Regions from separate parts of the Drosophila melanogaster genome. Here region 1 is linked to region 2. A link is a contact called in public targeted proximity ligation data. All regions are on one chromosome and are shown on one strand. The core of a region is the stretch at or near the end of the contact, and the rest is flanking DNA. Distances in the headings are between cores, read along the strand shown.

Region 1 (6,774 bases), core at 2,852-5,351, 260 kb after region 2:
GATTTTATGAATGAAAATCGCGACTTGGTTGGTTTGGTTTTGGTTACGCTTTGGTTGCACATATAGCCACATAGCCGCTGCTATATTTGCATGAGTGTGTGAGTGGAGCGAAGGATACGCACACACATGTGTCTGGTGTCTGGGGCAGCCATAAAATAAATGCCTTCAGGGGGCTTCAACCATGCCACGGAGGATGTATATGTGAGTGTGCCCCATTAATACCATTATCCTTGGATGCTCTGGCTCCCTTAATTTGCCCTCGCATCTTAACTTGTTGCCGGCTCCTTGGGTCAAGTGCAACACGACAACGCAAATTGCTCAATGAGGAATGTATAATCAAATAAGAGAAGGAGGAGTTGGTATTTCTTTATTTTTGTTCCCTTCTTTTGTTGTGTTACCAGTCTTCTAAAAATGTAAACAAAAGACTGCCACGAAAGGGGACGGGCGATGGCACCGCGTCGCATGAGCGATTTGAGTCCCAGTCACGACTTTTGTTTCGTCCCGCTGGTGAAACAGGATAAAAATCCAAACTAAGTTATGGACCTGCTAGATATACCTGACTGTACGAAGTATCAAGAATTTTACAATACTTGTTTCTTAACCTTTATGAAAAAATTTAAGCCTTATACCTTGTACACGAGAGTAGCTCTCAATTAAGTTATAATCAGTGATACCTACTCTTTGACCCATTGTAAATTGCTCTATCATTGCACACTTTTAATAACTATCGGTAGTCCTACACCAATTAATATTTCAGTTGCTGTATTAGCCCCATAAAACCGAGCCCCTTGTTAATGACTTTCGAATGGGGCGAGGGTTAAGTTCAGATCCCTAGATAAGAGCTATCGTAGTCGGTGGGTTCAACAAACCACAAGTTAGCTAGTTAAGGGATTTGAAGGTGGATCACTAGCGTTTCTAGAACTGGTGCTTATCACTGATGACATGCAAGTAGCGCCGTTGTTAACAGCTGTTTTTTAACCACAACAGAGAGCGTGGCAAGTTGGCTGTAAAACAATCGCTGTGCCTCTTTAGGTTCCCTGTTGACCGATTGAAAGATTTGCTCGCACAGAGCGTATATGGCAACGCGGTCTTAACTTGGCTCGGCTTGGCTTAATGTATGCCCACACATCCACGGGCAACATACAAAGACAGCTGGCAGCGGCGAGTTGTGGCACGAAATCTTATCAATGAATGCGCATCACTTGCACTTGTTTGCACCACCTGAGGGGGGGATGATGTGGCTATATGGCTATGGCCATGGCTATGGCTATGACTATGGCTATGGGTTCGGGGAATTACCGGCTGGCGACGACGTAAATGGCTCGACGATGACGACGACGGCCGTGTGATGATGACGTGACTCTCAGACGGTCCAGGGCGCGAACAACAACAACAGCAACAGAAGCCACTACACGTGCAATGTCCAACTACCAATGCACTTCCACACGCACACCATTAGCATTATTAAATCGCCAGCCGCAAATTTGCGGTTGCGTCACCTACTTAGCACGCGGACCATAGACCATGGACGATGGCCAGTTGGGTAACTGAGACGGAGGCTGGGGTGGAGAGCGAAACAGGAGCAGGATCCACGGGTTTGCTTAAGGATAACAGTACTACGAGAGCGCCAGCGAAAATTTCCATTAAGCCAAATTAAAGTTATCGTACGCAGAGCAGCGACAGAGCAAGGCCCTCCCAGCTCACCACTACATGGTCCACCCCAATTCTCCACCCACCCAAGCACACTGGCAAAAATAATGCACCCAATATCGTCCTACTGAAAGCACAGCTTGTCAATCAATTGCACTTGCACAGTTTTAATGCATCCTTTAAAATACAAATTTTAAATTTTCAAATACGCATAGCAGAAATTCCACTTTAATTTAATTTTCCACTGTGTACATTTGTTCGTCCTGCCTGCTCCGCATGTCCTCGCTTCCATTTTCATTTCGCTCACTGCTCTCTCTCTGACAACCGCCCCACCACCCACACAACAACAACAGCAGCAATTGAGTACGGCAAAAAAGGGGAAGGCAGTGGAGTGGTTTGAAACATTCCATCTCTCTTTCTCTCTTCCGCACTCCCTTTCTCTTTTGCTCAGCCCACGTAGTGGTGTACGTGCAATTGGAAAAGTGGTTTTCATACTAGTGGATGGCCCAAAACCACCACCACCACTAGCGCCGACAGCAGAGCAGCAGCACCACCACCACCATCAATCCAGCCAAAACCCAGCGCATTTCTCGTCCTGTTTGGTAGGCTTTATTATGCCAGAACTTGGGGGTTAATGGGAGGTACAGTGGGTGGCATAGCATTTCACCCAATTTCATTATATTTGCCAACGTTTTTAGCTTTTATACGTCACACGGTATATCTCACCACACCCAACACGAGAAGTATTCAGAGTGGGTGGCTTGGGTTGATTTTATAAGGGGGATGTCGGAGTATGGAGCGTAGGGTCGTACGATAGAGAAAAGCCGGCTCGACTTTACTGCGCAGGGTCGCCAACTCGACTCGATGAGAGGGGTTGGGATGAGGCGAAGGATATGGGAGGGCTGATGGCAGATGGGTGGTTGGACGGTTGGTATATGGATGTAGGTGGTTTTCGGCTGCCTGTGCTGCCAACCCATTATTATAAGGAATATAATATTATAATAATGTCAGGCATAAAGTGCCAGAAAGAGAGAGACGGAAAAGCAGAGAGGGTGTCTCGGGAAGAGTAGGAATCACCCAACCCTCCGTGGAGCTGATGGAGCTTACACACACACCAGCACAACGAAAACCCGTGTACATGTGCAAAATAAGGTTATTTTATAAACAGTCCACGGTGTTATAAGGGGGAACTGCCATCGGGGGAGAGTTGTATGTATGTGTGGGCGGCCGTATCGAAGCAGAGCCGGAATATACGAGTGCGGGAGTCCGGGAGTTGGCGTCATAGTCACGGATGGGCGCTCGTGGGCGGACATGGGTTAAAGCGGCAAGGCAGCCCTTAAAGAGTGTTAACCAAGGAATCGTTAAATAAAGGACACACAGATTAGGTTTCGCGATAAATCCAAAACTTCAAGATCAACTGAGATAGAATATGAAAAGTACCTATGTACACATGTTAGCATTGATCGGAATATACGATCAGATCACTATGGCCATAAAAAGTAGATTCTAAATTTTATATACTAAAAGTTGTTGATTTGTTTGCGATCAAGATCGACCTAAAAACTATCGACTAAAAACTCCTTTGCTACAAAATAAACTGCGCTTTCTTATAAAACTACTACTATATTCCTTAATGTATAACATAGCATACATATAACTCCCAAAAGCTGTAAACAATCCTCCAGGTTTTCTATAAAGTCTTTATCTTTCCGTGTACTTCGACAGTATCTTCGCATTTTGATTGCCTCATGCCGTAGGAAAATGCCAGCGGGCAACCTTGGTTCGATCCGTTAGCTTTGTGGCGCTGCGCTGGCGAGTCCAAATCCGAATCCGATTCAAACTACGTGAATTTGCGCGCGCTACGCTGCGGCCGTTGTCCGACATCCGACGAATACAATATCCAACATCCGTTATCCCACCACGCTAGCAACCTTCGCAAAAACGAGCGCGCCGTACTTACCACTTACCATACTACAACTGAAAGTGGGGGGTTTTTGGGTGGAATTCTTCGTCCCCTTTGAGATTTTTGCCATTCTAAGCGAAACGCACTAGAAAAACGGTCGCTGTAAGCCTCTGCCTGTTCGTCTTCTTCTTCCCTGCTCTACTCTTCTTTCTTTAGCACTTCGAGTGTTTTCGAAACGCAAAAAGAAACAAAAATATTTTCGACGAAAATCGGAACGCAACACTGCCAACTCAGTCGACGACGAGTCGTCGCTGTTGTTGTCGTTGTTGTTGCCGCCATCATTTATTTTTTCGTCGTTTCTTTTTTTTCCTGCTACGTACTACAAAATTAAACTCGAACGAACCAGCGAACGAACGAACGAACGTTCGCTTGGCTCCGTGCTTTTGGAACGGCAAAAGTTGCGATATTACGTCCCTCGCTATCAACAGCACAGCGATGGCAGCTCTTACCCTGTACAGTGCATATACACGAACAAGCGATTTTAATACATGAAATTTTACTGTGCAGTATACACACACACGCATACGAACACATGCCTACATACATATACAGCACACTGGTTCCATCATCATTATTTACCAGCATTCGCTTTGTTGTTTTGCCCTCGCTCGCTCTCTTCTTCTTCTCTTTGCCTTCCTTCTCTCTCGTGTCATCTCCCTTTACCCCTCTGCGTTGCAGCGGCCCATACTTTATTTTTAACTGTGCGACTGTACTTCGTGTGTCGGTCGTTCGGCTCGTTCGCTTGTACATGTTTTTACATATATACGAACGGAGCGTCTGTATGTATGCGGTGAGTCGAGTCAGCAACATTGGATGTAGCTGTGGATGTACATACATACATATGTAGGCATGGGATGTGGAGTGGAGTCTTTGTTGGTTGGGGCTGTATGTACTTACATACATATATACCCACAGTTTTTTTCATGGTATTTTTTGTTTTTGTAATTTTGTGTTTACCAAGCGGCTTGGTGAATGTACGTACGTACGCCTTGATAGCTGTTGTTGCCTCGTACACTGCGCGACGTGCAATTTGCGCAGTGTGCTGTCGCTCTGACAATTGTTAACGGCAATTGTTGTTGCTCGTTGCCTGTAGCCCTGGTTCCGATTCGGAGCGATTAGCGCACTTGACGCAATGCTCTGGCTCTTTGGCTCTGTTCGCTCTACTCGTTCTCTTGTCTTATCAGCTGGTCTGCGTGATAAGAGCCGTACGGCAAAAATTTTTGCATGCAGATCGATGATCATCGGCTATCTGCCCAGTGGAGAAGCAGCTATTGCGTTCGGGAGACCATCAGCTGGGGATTCCTATTTCGCCTTTTTATTCCAATGTTCAAAGACGCTTGATTTTTGAGATCTTTAGACACGATTCCAGTGTATTTGAACAAGTTAGTTATTTTACAAAAATCTTAAACGGATTCGCATAAAAATAAATTACTGGCGGATGTTATATAAAAGTTACTTTTTAAGGTTCATATTGTTATTAATATTCACATATAAAAATAACTTTATAAAGTTGGCTACAGAATCTGTGTGATCATGATTTTAATGTTCATGAAATTAGAGTTTAAAACAAATAAGTTGGTGTCAATATTCCTATCAAAGGAGGTTCCCAACAGCATACAGGTATTGCTCAGACTACTTCTTATTAGCAGGGCTATCAATCGACCAACAGGTTGATTTCCTGGCAATTTCATTCCCATTTCGAGTCGCCCCGCTACTTGGCAATGGTTCAATCACAGTCGAATTCGTCCTTAAAGTCTCGACAGTCGGAATGACATATTGATGGATCGCTTGGGATGGTCAGGTAGAAAGTGAGTGCAGCAATCCTAGAAAACCGAAATTGAGCCCGAACTCACTGGCGTGTCTAATGCGCTGCATCCTTTTCGGGGATTATGGTTCTCGACCTTAGGTAGAAATGCTCTCCCGACCCTTCGGCGGCTTACAATGGAATGGGATGATATGGGTTGGTTGGATGGTTGGTATTGGGATTTGTAAGGGTCTCGACTCACGTTTCACGAAAGCCTCACTCTGCCGTACACATCTCGCAAACAGCTGAGTTGCCTTTGCCGGAAAGGAGGCGAGGTTGGGAGGTATGGTTCATTGACCAAAAGTTACCATTCTTAACCCCCACTTCCCCCCACTTGGCCTCCTCTCGTATGGGTAATGTATGCTGTCAGCTGTTCCCCCATTTCGCAAAATCACAAACACCATACACATTCACGTACGCAAAGTGGGAAGAGCGAGAGATGCCTTGCAAATTTTCAATGTCACCAATTGCGATGCTAACTTCGCTGCCGGCGTCGCTGCTTATAAATCTTCGACATGAAGCGCAACAAAAAGCCGCAAAAAAAGAAGGCAGAAACAGCAAGCGGCGCGCATTGAAAATTGCTCTAATTCGCCAAAAACAGCTGATTTGGTCGACGACGCCGCCGTCGCGGTGGCTTCCTGTCTCCGTCGCGACCGCTGCCTCCGCCTCTGCTGCCAATCGACGTCCCCACATCGACACGGGGACTCGGACTCGCACTCGAAACTCGTATCGGAATCGGAATCGGAATCGGGGGTTTTGTGTCTGTCAGTCGTGCGGCGAACTCCGTGGTGCGGCAACATGAAATGGCCGACGCAAAATATGCGCACATCAAAAAAGTCTGCCTCATACAACGCAACCCACAAACTCCCCACCACCCCAAAAACCATAGCCCAACCATAGATAGCTCGAGCACAGCCTTGATTCATGTTTGGGTAAACAGTCTTACATCTATGGAGTGGACCAACCATTTTACAAATATTCATTGATACAGTTAAATTGTAGTCCAAAATATTTGTTAGAATAAAGTATTTTTATATATTTTCGTAAGCATAACTCTACTCTCTGGATCTTAGGTAAAAATATGAAAAGCTTTTACTGATTTTTTTTAAATTCTTCTGAACTTTTAGTTGTATAGTTGATATAAACTTTAACATTACAAATGCTATACCTCCGATTGTGCAAGTTCAACGTTAGTGGGAAAGCCGGGCTCGAAAATCTTTCCGTTCCCACATCGTCATGTGCCGCTATAAGCAAATAGCTCGCCCGCTCTGTTATTGTTGTGGGTGTTTGCATTCAAAGTTTTCACCATGAGGGAGGGAAAAATAACCAAGCCAGCATGGGAAACTCCGAGGGACTA
Region 2 (6,296 bases), core at 2,417-4,916:
GTGCACTCTCGTTACACAGTTAAAATATAAAGTATATATTTAAAATATTTCATTTTCCTTGCCAGGCAACTTCTCCTAGACTGCGGCATTGGTGTGCAGACGGAGTCGGTGAGCCAGCATCGTGCCCTAATCTTCTGCCAGCTGAAGGCGATGCTGGACATTGTGGAACAGGATCTATTGCGCCGCCATCTGCCCAGCGTCACATATCTGCGGCTGGACGGCAGTGTACCCGCCTCACAGCGACAGGATATAGTCAATAACTTCAACAGCGATCCCAGCATCGATGTCCTGCTCCTGACCACTATGGTAAGCATAAAATGGGCTTTTATGTTTTATGATCCAACTTCAATCGTAAATCAATTTTTAGGTTGGCGGCCTGGGTCTAAATCTAACAGGCGCCGATACGGTCATCTTTGTCGAGCACGACTGGAATCCAATGAAGGATCTGCAGGCTATGGACCGCGCCCACCGAATCGGCCAAAAGAAAGTAGTAAATGTTTACCGGCTGATCACACGCAACTCGCTGGAGGAAAAGATCATGGGGCTGCAAAAGTTTAAGATACTCACCGCCAACACTGTGGTGAGTGCGGAGAACGCTTCGCTGCAGACAATGGGCACCTCACAGATCTTTGACCTCTTCAACGGAGGGAAAGACAAGGGAGCAGAATCTGGATCATCAGCGGTGCAAGGAACAGCATCGGGCGGCATGTCCATGAACACCATTATCGAGAACTTGCCGGAACTCTGGTCCGAGCATCAGTACGAGGAAGAGTACGACTTGGGCAACTTTGTGCAGGCACTGAAAAAGTAGACTACTGCTTCCCACTCTAAGACTTCCAGTTTTAGGCTACGTTGATCATTTATATTGCCCTCTGTTCCTTTATAATCGCGAAAAGAAACTTTTAGAAATAAATATTAATAAAGCTTGAAACTAAATAAAAAAAATTTAAACATCTTAGCTTAAATCTTTACAAACACATTTGAATACCAAAGGCAATATACCGCTGAAGTATGGTTTTCGAAGAGTAAGAAAAAAGTGTAGAATACCTTACGGCTGATTGAAAAAATCGGAAATCAACTATGTTTGGGAATGGAAATTGTTTTCAGTGTATCGAGAATACAGAGAGACCAAAAGAAAGAATTCAAATTTTGATGTTTTTAAATAGTCTTATCAGCAATGGCAAATACAATTGTTTGCCCTGAAAAATTAATGTTTGAGTGCATAATTTGCTTACTAAATATTTACTTCTGTCCCTCACAATAAGACACCTAATTTCACCCTGACCAATTGTTTCCATAGTCACGGCTCATTTTATTGACTAATGTGTTCATATTGCCACGATTTATCAGATCGATCGGCTGAAATCGATTTTGTGTTTCATTTATCAGAAGAGCTATTTGCTCGACTGGCGAAAGAGGAATATTTATGTACTTTCCGTCGTTCTCATTCGGAATCTGGTCGGCTGTGACCCTAGTACCTTGAAATTTGATGGGGCTATCAGTTGTGTCAGCCCATTAAAAGTGCCCCAGCTAGTAAATATAGTTAGTTGACCCCTTACCACCACACAGCATACCCGATTTAGTTTTCAATTTGGTTTGCTTTCGATTAATACAAAACCCGGCTTATCTGTGCTTCGTCACGATGAAATGGCTGCGGATTATGGCATGGGCACACCATCCATCCATGGAGTAGATTATTTATGTCTACGAGGGGTGCTAAACGCGACCCGATCGTAATGGAGTCTGTGTCTCAATACTCCAAAACAATAATAATTCCTGCAGCAGTACGAGGGATTCGGTGCGTGGTACAGGATGGCCTTATCTCTGGCCCGTAGTAATGCCCGTCTTCCCCAGTTTCTTTATAATGGTCATTATTAAATTGTATTATAAGAGTCAGCTCAAACAAAACAAAAGCAAGTCCCGAGTTAAAGTCGGTGGCTGATAAGCTACGATTTTCCACTCGCTATATAACACTGCGAGAAAAAATATACCAGATCTTATACAGATTTCAAATATGAAATTCTGTACATGATTAAAGCTAAACGTAGCAGGATAGTTTAAATGAAATGTAGTAATAGTATCTAAAATAACATGATGACAAGATAATAGGTTATTAAAATAGGTTATTAATAGTATCTTACAATCTTTGCCTCTGCATTCTTCTCAGTGCATTCCCTTTTCTCTTACCCACTCACTTTGGCCTTTTATCTTCTGACCACAAGGCATCTTCCGGACTTTGCTACTGCTACTACTGATAGTCCAGCACCCGCACCCGCACCCTTGCATCCTTATCGCAATGTCTCCTCCTCGACTCCTCCCCGCATGGGTGACCCGCACCCTGTGGCCAGGGCCTCCTCCTCTCCCTACTGGCTGGGTCGGATCTTGGTCTGCCCGGCGAGGCGCCGACTTAAAGTTTTCCGCCAGGTTATTTACCTCCTTATCTCGCCAGCATTGTTTTCGCCTCGTCACCCGCTCCTTGCTTCTGATTCGTCTGGTTTTATCAATGTTTCTGTTTGCAATATGTTTGTTCTCAGCTTTTTGTTATTGTTTCTTGATTACTGGTTCTCTTATCACGACGCGTGACGTCATAAGAGCCGGCATTTTGCTATTAGATAGGAATATCTTTACATTTTTTTATCGTTTTTTTTTGGAAACGTGCTTGCTTTTTAGTTTTTTAAAATTACCAGACTCTTTGGCATTTCCCTGGTGGGAAATAAACTTCATCATAAACTTCATCGAAAGGGGGGGTGTGTAGGGAGAATAGTAGGAGTGCCATAGATAGGCAAGGTCGTCTGCCAGGCTTTGTTATCGGTTTGGTTTAATGTAGATCAGTCTCTATTTATTGAGCGCAAAAAAAATGTTATATCTTTCATAAACCATCTTTACTAAACCGGAAAATATCTTAGATATAAAAGAGAAAAGTGGGATTTATATTAGGAACTTATATTTTTGATTTAGAAAAAGATTAGTTTGGAAGAGCTTGTATCTTTGAGAAATAATTAGAAATTGGGTATTTACAGGATTGGATCTGGGGGAATTTATATATATTTTTTTTTAGTAAGTTGGTTAAAGATCCTTTCTCTACTGTTTGGTAAGCATTCGAAACAGGAACTTATGTACATTCCGCTATAGTGGCCAGATTCCGAATGCTGTCGTCACCAAATCAAATCTGGCCAAAGCAGGCCAGATGATAAGGACCTATGGCATATACTCACCAAGTCGGAGAGCGAGAGTTGCCCCGATAAGGATAGTCGCGCGACCGACGCGTGATGCAACTTAATCAAATCGTGTTTTGGTATCGCCCACCCTGCCTCTCGCTCTATCTGTGCCAGCGTCCTGCTCGCTCCCGTGTGGCGTCCATGCGGCGGAGATGGCGCCTGTGGGGCTGGCAATCGTGGAATCGGAATCGGGCCCGGCTCAGATAGCCATATCTTGGCGGCGTCCAATCAGCGGAACCGGCGACAGCCAAACTACGCCAAAGTACCGAGTACACGGCGCAATGAGTTCGACGGTTGCGTCGCCGATAATAAGTACAATCGTTACTTTGCTGTTGTTGCGTTTTTGAAAAGGTGATATGAAATGTGCTCTGATAAGTTTTAATCAAGAATATTTTACTCGCATTGCTTTGGGTGGCTCCCGGCCGAGTAGCATTTGAAAAGTTGTAGTAGTAGGTCGGAGCTCGGATGCGGGTCTGGTCGGGTCCACTCCCAACCGAACCCATCCCGTGCCATCCCATCCTATCGATTGCATCCGGCACACCGGTGCGGATTCGTGGGTCGTGTCCCGGCGATTATCACCGTGATCTGTTGGGCGTGAAACCGAAGAAAACCCTTTGAGCGTGGAAAAATGTGAGGAAAGTTGCGCCGGCGCAAGGGAAATCCTTCAAACGTGTGTTTAACCACAAAAGCGACGTGAGTTTAACCAACATAATCGACGGTTGGGCGCCCGGAAAAGCCACCACCCGCCTCCTCATCGTTCCCCGAAAGAGTTGTGATCCGTCGGCGTGACCTGTGTGACACTTTCATTTGCCGGGTTAACGCCCCCTCAAAGTCCGGACAGTATCGAAACCGAAAATTTAACGCTTGCTTAGCGCCTGAGATCGCCAGATGCCCAGATGTCCGCGGCTCGGTCATCATCGATGAAAACCACATGGGCCGAACGAACGCCCCTCATAATGAGCGCAACGGATCCGAGCACTCGATTCTGGACCTAGCCACAATGGATTTTCAATCGCTGTCGGAATATGCATGGGAATCTGGCCATGGACAACTTGGTAAGTTTCACCAGACGATTTGTTGGCCTTCGGGGGAAGTTGCTCTCAATTGTCTTAACTAACATAAATAATACTAATGGAATGTTGCATATGTGCTAAATGAAGCTACATATGTACATAAATAAATGTCACATAATGTTTAGTCACAACTCTTGGGAAGACATAGTGTACGTATTATTATGAGTCATTGTATTCATTTTTTGCAAACAGTCATGATTTTAATGAGTTTTAGGCTTAAAATGGTTTCTAAGAATAAATATTTCAGTTCAAGTCGCAGTAAGATTATTAAATGTTGTGGAATGCATCCAAGCAAAAAGTGTCTAAGAAAATTTAAGGAATTGAAAAGGGACCGACAGGGAAAAGTAGGGAAAATTATGTCGATTACGAGAAACCAGCATGACGATCAACGAACCCAAAAAGCACAAAACTCCGGATCCCGTCCAGCCAAGGGGTGGGGCATTGCCTTACAGCTCCAGGCAGTGGCACCCAGCAAGTGCCCATATGCGTGCCCGAGTATATATTTTATATATATGTATGTGTATATATATATAAATATATAAGGAGGTTGAAACGACTGAAAAACAAAATGCGAGTCCAAACGATGGGTCCCGTTCCATGGTACCGCTGCCGATCCACTTGGCCCTGCGGTCGTTGAGTTGTGGCGACGACAACAACGAGGCCTTATCAACATCGACTTGTATGTATATGTATAATATATGTATGTGGGGAAAAAATGAAAAGAAAAAATTATTCAAGAAAAATAAGCATTTAAGAAAAGAATTTCAAAACAAATGAAATAAATGTAGTGGGGCCTTATACTATGTACCCATAAATTCATTGCTATACACACATGACTTCCTGCCATAGGTCAGCCATATTGAAAATTAATTATACAAAAAAAATATATATATATATATATATTGTATAACCACACACATATTATAGTCAAGCGAATTGTCGTAGTTAACCGACAATTGCCTTTTGTTGTTCAGCCAGTGATTTTCCAGGGAAACCCTGGATGCATCCCACACAGCCATCCGACTCCCCTGACACGTGCATCTCCATAGCGAAATGCATCCGCAAACAAGTGGGATTTACTTTTGGGTGCCGCGGAGGAAACCGCGACAATAAACACCGCAAAAACAAAAAAACCAAAACCAAAACCAAACCGAGGACAAACAACCAACAATGACGGACAGTCACATACATTAAACATTAACAGAACAAGTAAAGTAAAAATTGTAGTATAAAAGAATTTTTGTGAAATTCCGAAACGCAAACAAACTGTACGGCAAACAACAATCCACCAAAGACAAGATACAAGATACAAGACACTCGTGTTTGTCTTAATCGTTAATTGCTCTGGCCACGTCCCTATCCCAGTCCCGATTTCAGTTCGAGTTCCAGTTCCAGTCCTCTGTGGTTGGCACACACATCCACAGAGTGCGCCAAACTCTAGGAAAAACCGCACCTACTCCATATAAACATAGAGCCACAAGCACTGCGGATGAGCTGTATCCGCGCGTGTCTCTTAACTGGGTCTTCAATGAGTACCTGTTGCTAGTGGCTTGGTTACCTGTCTGTCCGTCCAACTTCGTAATATAATGTGTGTTTGACAGGATATGCCCAGTCCCAGTCTCAGTCCCAGTTCTATTACCATTTCCAGTCCCTATTCCGATCCCAAACACCCAGACACCGTGCCCCGTCATCGCTCCGACTTGCATTGTTCTCCGCTGCGGAACTTTAATTACCCAACCTTACTTTCACTGTCCGCATAAAAATTAATGAGTTTAGGACTTGTCCGTTTAGCGTCCGCGTCTTCCATTCATAAATTTTGTTTCGGGGCTGGGAAATTCCCGTGTCCTGATTCATTTGCCATTCCTTTTTATGAATGGATATGCTCTATTTTTGGGATTGCTTCGGATCGGTTTTTAATGGGGGAATTCCATTTATCTGATTGGTAGTTTTCCGTATACCGCATTTGTTTATGCTAATTGCAAGCTATCCTACGGCTGTATAACTT

Evidence for each region.
Region 1: a targeted proximity ligation map of the Kc167 cell line shows a contact between it and region 2, with 2.3 times the contacts expected there. A contact is called at or near these places in 11 of 107 Hi-C or Micro-C datasets (the D17-c3 cell line, the Kc167 cell line, the OSC cell line and 1 more) and 2 of 7 datasets of targeted methods (both in the Kc167 cell line).

Annotation. Positions count from the first base shown.
Region 1 is chr3R:16,245,995-16,252,768 of dm6, forward strand. The region is part of intron 1 of tara (taranis); the gene reads left to right. Among named protein-coding and RNA genes, the nearest start is that of bor, 15 kb to the right of the region's middle.
Region 2 is chr3R:15,982,515-15,988,810 of dm6, forward strand. lncRNA:CR44133 (long non-coding RNA:CR44133) reads left to right here and starts at 3,667. Exons shown (of 2, transcript NR_074017.1): 1 at 3,667-4,273. It overlaps srp (serpent), which reads left to right and starts at 3,638. Exons shown (of 8, transcript NM_001275690.1): 1 at 3,638-4,273. It overlaps Hel89B (Helicase 89B), which reads left to right. Exons shown (of 7, transcript NM_169693.2): 6 at 66-306; 7 at 368-937. The coding sequence ends at 811.